3 separate regions of the Mus musculus genome follow, and all the other regions are linked to region 2. The links are chromatin contacts, called in public promoter capture Hi-C maps. All regions are on one chromosome and are shown on one strand. Each heading gives the region's core, a stretch centred on a gene start, on an enhancer-like site or on the middle of the called end of the contact. The rest is flanking DNA. Distances are from core to core; before and after follow the strand shown. Region 1 holds the start of Upk3b (uroplakin 3B). Region 2 holds the start of Col26a1 (collagen, type XXVI, alpha 1). Region 3 holds the start of Rasa4 (RAS p21 protein activator 4).

Region 1 (2,762 bases), core at 152-2,651, 840 kb before region 2:
AGAACTGTTTGGGAAGGGTTAGGAGGTGTGGCCTTGTTGGAGAAAGTGTGTCACTAGGGGTGGACTTTGGAGTTTTTAAAGCCATTTCCAGTGTTTTCTTTCTATCTCCTACTTGAGGATCAGTATGTGAGCTTTTGCGTATTTCTACTGCCACGCCATTGCTCCACCATCATGGACTCTAACCCTCCAAACAGCAAGCCCAACTAAATGCTTCTTTTATAAGTCGCCTTGGGCATGGTGTTTTGTCATAGCAATGGAAAGGTGACTACATCAGCATGGATGCAAGGAACTGTGTACCAACCAGGTCTTCAATAACAAACAAAAAAGGCACATTCATGCTGCTGTAGTAGTGCACACATGAATCCCAGAATTTGGAAAAAGGTGGCAAGAAGATCATGAGTTCAAGGCCAGCCTGGACTACACAGCAAGAATTCCTAGTTGGCCAGAGATTCTTAGCAAGATCTGTTTGAAAAGCATACACACACACAGGGTCACTGGTCTGTGGGTCTTATAGCGGGTGTGTGTGTGTGTGTGTGTGTGTGTGTGTGTGTGTGTGTGTGTGTGTTTGGTTGCCAGGTTGCTTGCAGAAGCTAGCAGTGCCTATCTGTGATCACAGGGGCATCAAAAGTTCAAAGACTGCCAGGCAGAGAGAGACACACGCCTTTAATCCCAACATTTGGGAGGCAGAGGCAGGTGGACCTTTGAGTTCAAGGCCAGCCTGGTCTACAGAGTGAGTTCCAGGACAGTCGGGGCTACACAGAGAAACCCTGTCTGGAAAAACCAAAAAAGGAAAAAAGAAAAAAAAAAAAAAGAGTTCAAAAGTCATCTTCTGTTATATAGTGAGTTTGAGGCTAGTCTGTACTACATGGGAACCTGTCTCAAAAACAGACAAACAAACTTAAAACGACATAGAATAAGACTCGTAGGGTTAGCACTCAGGAGACAGAGGCAGGCAGATTTCTGAGTTCGAGGCCAGCCTGGTCTACAAAGTGAGTTCCAGGACAGCCAAGGCTACACAGAGAAACTCTGTCTCGACAAAACAAAACAAAACAAACAAACAAAAAGGACTTGTAGGGTTTGTATAAACAAAATGTTTGTCAGTCACCAAAGGCTGTCCCGTCCTTTCGGAGGACTAGTGCTTCCACTGGAGAAGGAACGGACATTCCGAGCTGGGGAAGACATATCTCCTTGGGCACAGGCTACATGGAGGGCAGGCAGTGTCTGGGAGCTGCTTTGGGGCTGGACTAGGTCAGGGCCAGCCTACCACACAGGCTCTCCCCTCTCCTCACTTCCTGGATAAGGATGGATGGCCAGAGGGTGGCTCCTGGCACCCAGAGTTCAGGAATCCTAGGCATGTGGTTCTGGGCCCAGATAGAGGAGGGGAGTCTCCCTCCCAGGGCCAGGGAGTAAGGTGGTACCACAATTTAGACATCAGCTTTGGGATGGAGGTGACTGGGGGGTCACGTGAAGGCCAACCCTAAATGGCTCCTCTCCCTTAGTTCTGGAGTGGGGCCCCTGTTCAGGAGCCCACTGAGCCCCTCCCTGGGGTGGGCTGGGAGCAGGGAGGGGTGAGCTCATAGGTTCAGGTCTTTCCTGTTCTCCTGGCAGTCCAAGTGACCAGCAACTGTAGGCCAGAGGTGTCGGAGGTGGGGTGAGACAGGACCAGCCCCTAAGCCTGGTCAGGCCTGATCAAGTGCTGTGGCAGTCATGGTGCGAACGCGGTGGCAGCCTCACCCTCCGCCGCCCCTGCTTCTCCTGGTGCTCGTGTGGCTCCCCCAAAGCCTGAGTCTAGGTGAGTGGAGCTCTTGCAATGGATGCCCTTAGCCAAACCTAGGGTTCTGGGAACCTATTACACCTCCTGGACCGAGAGAATCGGGGAGGGGAGGGGGAGCCCCACAGAACAGCAGTGCTTATCTCGATTCTCACCTTTGTCCCCCATGGCTATAGACCTGATTGCCTACGTGCCGCAGATAACAGCCTGGGACCTGGAAGGGAAGATCACAGCCACTACATTCTCTCTGGAGCAGCCTCGGTGCGTCTTTGATGAGCATGTCTCAACTAAGGACACCATCTGGCTAGTGGTGGCTTTCAGCAATGGTGCGTGCTGAGGACTTGGGGTCTTGGGGTGAGGGCATGGGCTGAGAAGAGATACCCGAGGATCTGGGTGGATGGTAACATTGACCTTGTCTCTGGGTGTGAGGGTCAGGACTGTAGATTAGATTAGCCAGGGATGTGTTGAGCACAAGGTGGGCAAAGCCTGTCCTTTTTTTTTTTTTTTTTTTGAGACAGGGTCTGCTGTAGCCCAGGTGACCTTAAACTTCTGAGCTTACTGCCTCCACCTTCCAATTGCTGGGACGGTGGGCATGCACAACCATGCCAGTCCATGTGGTACCAGGGATAGAGGCCAGGGTTTATGCATTGCTAGGCAAGTACAACCTTCCTAATGCTGACGCCCCTTCAACGCAGTTCCTCATGCTGTGGTGACCCCCACCCCAACAAAAAAATTATTTCATTGCTATTTCATAACTGTAATTTTGCTACCAATACGAATTTTTAATGTAAATATCTCATGTGTGATCCTGAGTTGTTGGAGCCCCGATGGGGATCGAGACCCATTATGTCACCTGGGGAAGTGGGGTCACGCCCTCTGCAGATCGCTTCCTGGGACAGAAGCAGTCCGCTGCTCTCTATTCCTTTAAAATAACTGTCTTGCACTTGCTTATTTATTGTATGTAGCAGTCCAGACGTGATCGTGGGCAATT
Region 2 (2,823 bases), core at 145-2,644:
AGGTGAGCCGGGCTACTCCGTGGGGACTGAACCCGGAGTCTTGTGAGTCCCGGGAGCTCCCTCTACGACTCCCGGATGCAAGTCGGTGCCATCTCCATTCGAAGCCCAGGGCCGATGGGCACAGGGCAAAAAAAAAAAAAAAAGGGAAAGGACGGGTGGGCGCGACCGGAGACCACCAAGTCTGAGGCCCCAGGTTTCCAGAACCCCTCTCACACAAGTTGGCTCCCCGAACTCTTTAGGCCCGGGGTCCCAGCAAATGATCACAATATCTATTCCCTCTCCTGCACCCGACCACAAGGCTCCTACGGTCGTGCGTTCCAGGCGTCCGTAGTCCCCAGGCCTGCGTCCTTAGCACTGGGCTACTGTGCCTCGGAGGCCACCCCACTGTTCCCCATCTCGCTTTCGGTCTCCGTGCCCTCAGGCCTCGTGGTACAAGTCCCGTGTCCTTTCTTCCCAATCACTGGACCACTTCGCCTCTTAGTCTCTGTGGTGCGTCCCCAAACACAGAGCACTCAGCAGGGGGTCACTGCGCCTTGGAGCGCGCACTGGCTCTAATTCTCACGCCCCCGTGTCCTGAATACCCCAACATCCAGCCACCACTCCTCGGAGTCCTCACTGTCCTTTGATCTAGTTCCTGCGCCCCCAGCCCCTAGCCATTACGCCTCAGAATCCCCACTGCCCGACGATCCAGCTCCGCGGCGCCTCAAACTCGATGCCTTTCGACCCCAACACCCAACAGACCTCAACTCCTCGGATCCTCTGTTGTCCCACGATCTGGCCCTCACGCCGTCGAGCCTCTGCTTCCTAACATTCGACCACCTTTTCTGTGGTCCAGTCCTTGGTCCGCTATCCCGCGTCCCCCAGCACCGGGCCAATGTTCTTCACAGCCCCTGATGTCGCTGGATCCAACCCTCCGGGACCCTGGCTCACTGTCCTGCGTTACTAGTACCCGGTCACGGCTCTTCCGAGCCCCCGCTGTCCCGGGATCCAACCATCGTGCCCCCAGGCCCGGCCACTGGCGTTACTCACCGGCGACTCGAGTAGCCGTTGCCGGGGGAGCCGGCGCCCTGCTCCGGGTAGCCGTGCTGCTGCAAGGCTGCTGCCGGGAACGGGTAGAGAAAGCCGGTGGCCAGCGCCGACCCGCACAAGCAGCAGCACGCCCATGGTAACAGCAAAACCAGCTTCATTTTGCACCGCTCTCCCGCGGGGACCTAGGGTCCCGGGAGCCGGGAGCCGATCAGGAGTGCCCCAGACCGCTGGACTGACCCTGTTGCCCCAGGCTGGAGCGCAGGGAGCTAGCCGGTGATGGCGTGAAGTCAGGGTCGGAGGTGGAAGTCGTCTTGGGGGGGGGGGGCGCCCACGCCTCTCCAGGGCCGCCTTTTCAAATTCGGCGAGGTGGGCTCTGCGCAGTCGAAGGGGGCGTGGGTCTTTCTTTTTAACCCTCAGCGGTCCAGGACTGAGGAGGTGGCTACCAAGCCGGGGGTACCCCCAGGGACACACATGTTTCCAAACACTAAATCTTACATTGTGGGCTCTTATACACATTTTGCACTTTCCATACCAAGGTGGAGGAGGATTTGGTCCCTCTCAGTACCCAGTCTTTGATCAAACACCGTGACACTGTGAGATATCACTATCTCCATTTTTCAGAGGTAGATCTTGGACTCAAGGAAAGTTAAGCAAGGTTCTGTGGTAAAAGTGTGTGCTACAGAAACCTGACACCCATATAAAAAGCCTGCCATGACACTTAACCCCATCCTTAGAGCCTCCAGCCCTGGGGCTTCTGACCGGGCTCAAGGTTCAGTGAGGGAAACCTTGAATGGAGGTAAGAAAACAAGAGGACTAGAGCCGGACACCCTATGTTACTCTCTAGCCTCAATTTACCCATGCACACGCGTGTGCATAAGCCCCCTCTCACACACACACTTAAGCCTAGCTTGTGTGGTAGTGACCCCTATAATCCCAAGGCTCCACATGCTGATTGTGAATTTGGGGCCAGCCTAAGCTTCATAGTGACAACAGTAACCCAGAAAGTACAAACGGGGTTCTGCATCTGATAGTAGCACCCACAGCACAGGCCAGTTGACAGCAATGTGGAATATTCTGGTCTTTCTCGTTAGTCACGGTGTGGAGGGAAGGTTAGAAGACAAGAGTATTTTCAAATCCAGGTGAAGAGGAGGCTGTGAGCTAACCATTTGTTGAATGTCGCCGGTATCCATGAGGCACACTTCAGATTCCTTTGGGAGGAGGCGCTGAACACCCCTCCCCATAAAGTGGGGGTCCTCCAAACCCTTCAGAGCCCGAGGGAGACATGGATGGGGGGTGTGAAAAAAGGTCCTAGGTCTAAGACGCGCATCCCATGAAGGGGCTATCTACTCTGTGAAGAGTAAACCCGGCCTCCGAGACCCATGAGAACTTGGGAAGGGTGGACATTCCACAAAATAAAACAGAGCCAGGCTGAGCACGGCAGTGCATATCTGCGATTCCAGTTCTAGGAAGTTGGAAGCAGGAGTATTGGTCAGCCTGGGCTACATCACAAGACTTGGTAACAGACAAAAGAACTAAGTTGGGATTGGAGGAACTCTCGGGAAGGGATGGGCAATTTAGGGAAGAAGGTAAAGAGAGTTGAGTGTGATATATTGGGGTACCCATGCTAGAAGGTACCTGTGAGTTATGTATCTATAGGACTATATTAGACCAGATAGCAAGTCAACAGAGTGGGTGGCTCACTCTTTCCTAACAACAGTCCTAAAGCCAGATGGTGTGGGAGACTATAATTCCAGCCCCAAGCAATAGGTACAAGACTTTGAATCCAGCCTAAAC
Region 3 (2,781 bases), core at 61-2,560, 800 kb before region 2:
CTGATGACGCACCCCTTAATTCCCAGCACTTGGAGAGGCAGAGGCGAGGGGAATCTCTGTGAGTTTGAAGTCAGCCTGGTTTATAGAGTTCCAGGACAGTCAGGGTTACTCAAAGAAACCCTGTGTCAAAAAAAAAAAAAAATCTGTATGTATGTCTGTATCCCCAATGGAATCTTATTTTGGGGTAAAGAAGAATAAAATGATGTCACTCGTAGCAGAATTTTTGACCAGGACACTCAAGGACCTAGGTTTGGTCACCAGTATGGGCAGCGATGGCGGGCTGGAATGCAGATCTAGGGCTAGGTAAGTATGGTTCACTTGCTAAACTGCTTTGCAAGCAGAAGAATCACTCGTTCCCAGGACTAATGGATAGCTGGGCATGGTGTTGAACTCTTGTAAAGAACTCCAGAAGTGGGCAAGATGGAGAAAGGTGGATCCTGGAGTCTCACTGGCCAGCCAGTCTAGACTACTGGGGAGGTTTCAAGCCAATGAGAGACCTTGTGTCTTACAAGGTGGGGCAGAGGAGATGGGTCAGTAGAAAGACTCCTGCCCAAGTCTGATAATCTGAATTTGATCCCTGGGACCCATTTGGTGAAAGTAAAGAAAAGATTCTTGCGGGTGTCCTCTGATTTCCACTTGGGACCACAACATGTAAGCCACACCCTAATCAATCAGCCAATAAAAAACAAAAATTTTAAAAAGGTAGCCAGAGCCTGGAGGTGGTGGTGCAGGCTTTTAATCCCAACACTTGGGAGGCAGAGACAAGTGAATCTTTGTATTCGAGCCCAGCCTGGTCTGTAGAGAGAGTTCTAGGACAGCTAGGGCTACACAGAAAAACCCTGTCTCAAAAATAAATAAATAAACAAATAAATAAATGGTGGACGGATCTTGAAGAATGAAATCGGAGGGTGATCTCTGGCCTCTACCTGCACACCTGAACACACACGAAACCACAATACAAACACGCCCCAAACAATCCTGTTTTCCAGATTTGATGTCCTCAAACTTTCCCAACTGCCTGAGTCTTCACATCTTTCCAGGTCTGTCACAGACAAGTTACTCCCAGCGTGCGGCCATTAATGGATTTGCAGCTATGCTGCACACCCAGGTCCCTCCGTGAGCCTGGGCTCTCTCTCTGAGAATCGAGAGCACCAGGAGGGATCCTGGTGGTGGAAGAATCTCCGGGTGCCAGCAGCTACACTTCGGGGCAGGCCCCGCCCGCCCTCCCTTCCAGGTGGCCAATGAGGGACGCAAGCCGCATAGGCCGCGCCCATTCTGGGCATCCAGGACGCTGATTGGTCCTTCCATGCAGTGTCTCCCCGCCCCCGCAGGAGGGGCGGGGAGGGGTGAATGGAGTAGCGGAGATCCCTCAGCCCCAGCGCTCCCCTCTCTGGCCTCCGCACCCGCCTGCCTGCAGCGCCACTCGCACTGTTCCCCCTCCTTACCCCGAGAGGGGACCCATGAGTCCGAACCCCTCCCCGCCAGGCCTCCACGTCGCCGACCCGCAATGGCCAAGCGCAGTTCGCTGTCCATCCGAATCGTAGAAGGGAAAAATCTGCCCGCCAAGGACATGTGAGTAGTGGGTACGGGTGGTGGCCACCCCAACTTTGATGGGATCCCCTTTTATATACTTGACCTTTGCGGGGGGTCCTTAGGGCTTCCCCACAAGGAGAGCAGCGGAGAGGATGTGGCGTGTACAGCCACGGAGGGGGACTGGCTACGAAAATGGGGACAGCGAGATTTGCTGTGAATACCTGACAGAGTGGAGGGGCAAGCTAGAGGCGGAGGGCTAGAGACAAGGGAGGGGCTTCTCCACCTGGGAACAGCAGGAAGCCAGGGCTCATAGGGGGGCAGGAGTTTTAAAAGACTGAAACTGGCACTGGGATGGCATCGCAAGAACTGCCCAGGGTGTGGCTGAAAGGGGCGGAGTGTCCCCCCCTCTCTCTGTAGTTTGGGAGTCCATAACAACCCCAAGAGTTGTCCGCCGGACTTGTTCGCTATTCGCTATTCATTTGGGCAAGGCATGCAGGTGTGAAAAGTGGGGGTGGGGGTGTAGGTCAAGGGGACAGGAGGGATGCATAGAGGCAGGATTTAGAGTCTCCCTTGACTTTGCCGGGCCTCTCCCTTTAATCGCTCCCTGCAAGGCATTTCTCCTCGGACCACTTTACAGATTAGAAAACCGATGCCGACAGACAGGAAATGTTAGCTGGTGGTGTCAAAGCAAGGTCGTGAATCTAGGGCTCCTAAAATGCATTACCGTCCTTCATAAAGCTTCCTCTAATCCATCGCCAGATTTGGGGAGCTTTCGGACACCCCTTTGTCACACTGTTTTTAGTGAGTTCCCGAGGTCAACTGCGTGACTCCTAGAACGTGTCTCGTGGCTTTCTTATGTCCTCATTTGCAAAGATTCAGTTTCCCTTTCTGGACCCAAGTGCTTGAAATCCTAGTGTCGGGGAGAAGCCACGATCATAAAACCGAAGAAAGGGCGGGGCAGAGGCCTAGGGTTCAAAGTGCGCTCCGGGTCCCGGTGGGTTTCCTGGCTACAGAGAACTGAGAATTGGGGAGGTGTGTGTGTGTGTGTGTGTGTGTGTGTGTGTGTGTGTGTGTTCATCTCTCCGGCGGGCAGGCGGGCTCTCCCAGCACTCTCAGTGCCAGGAGCGGTTCCAGTTCAAGGCCCCCTGGGCCTGAAGAGGCCAGCTCAGCAGTTGCCATGGCAATGGGGAGGGAGGAGGGTGGGCTGACTTAAGGTGGGTTTCTGTGCATAAAGGGAGGAGGGGCTCC

The links. Promoter capture Hi-C pulls out the DNA fragments that hold promoters and counts their contacts.
Region 1: a promoter capture Hi-C map of liver shows a contact between it and region 2, with 2.4 times the contacts expected there. The contact joins the promoter of Upk3b here to the promoter of Col26a1 in region 2. A contact is called at or near these places in 5 of 39 promoter capture datasets (the C10 cell line, hematopoietic stem and progenitor cells, liver and 1 more) and 1 of 9 other capture datasets (adipose tissue).
Region 3: a promoter capture Hi-C map of pre-B cells shows a contact between it and region 2, with 5 times the contacts expected there. The contact joins the promoter of Rasa4 here to the promoter of Col26a1 in region 2. A contact is called at or near these places in 4 of 39 promoter capture datasets (hippocampal neurons, liver and pre-B cells) and 1 of 115 datasets of contacts at active chromatin or transcription factors (large pre-B cells).

The regions. Positions count from the first base shown.
Region 1 is chr5:136,037,095-136,039,856 of GRCm38.p6, forward strand. It overlaps Upk3b (uroplakin 3B), which reads left to right and starts at 1,402. Exons shown (of 6, transcript NM_175309.4): 1 at 1,402-1,792; 2 at 1,948-2,097. The coding sequence starts at 1,708.
Region 2 is chr5:136,881,821-136,884,643 of GRCm38.p6, forward strand. Col26a1 (collagen, type XXVI, alpha 1) reads right to left here and starts at 1,395. Exons shown (of 13, transcript NM_001346699.1): 1 at 1,030-1,395. The coding sequence starts at 1,187.
Region 3 is chr5:136,082,606-136,085,386 of GRCm38.p6, forward strand. It overlaps Rasa4 (RAS p21 protein activator 4), which reads left to right and starts at 1,311. Exons shown (of 21, transcript NM_133914.3): 1 at 1,311-1,572. The coding sequence starts at 1,508.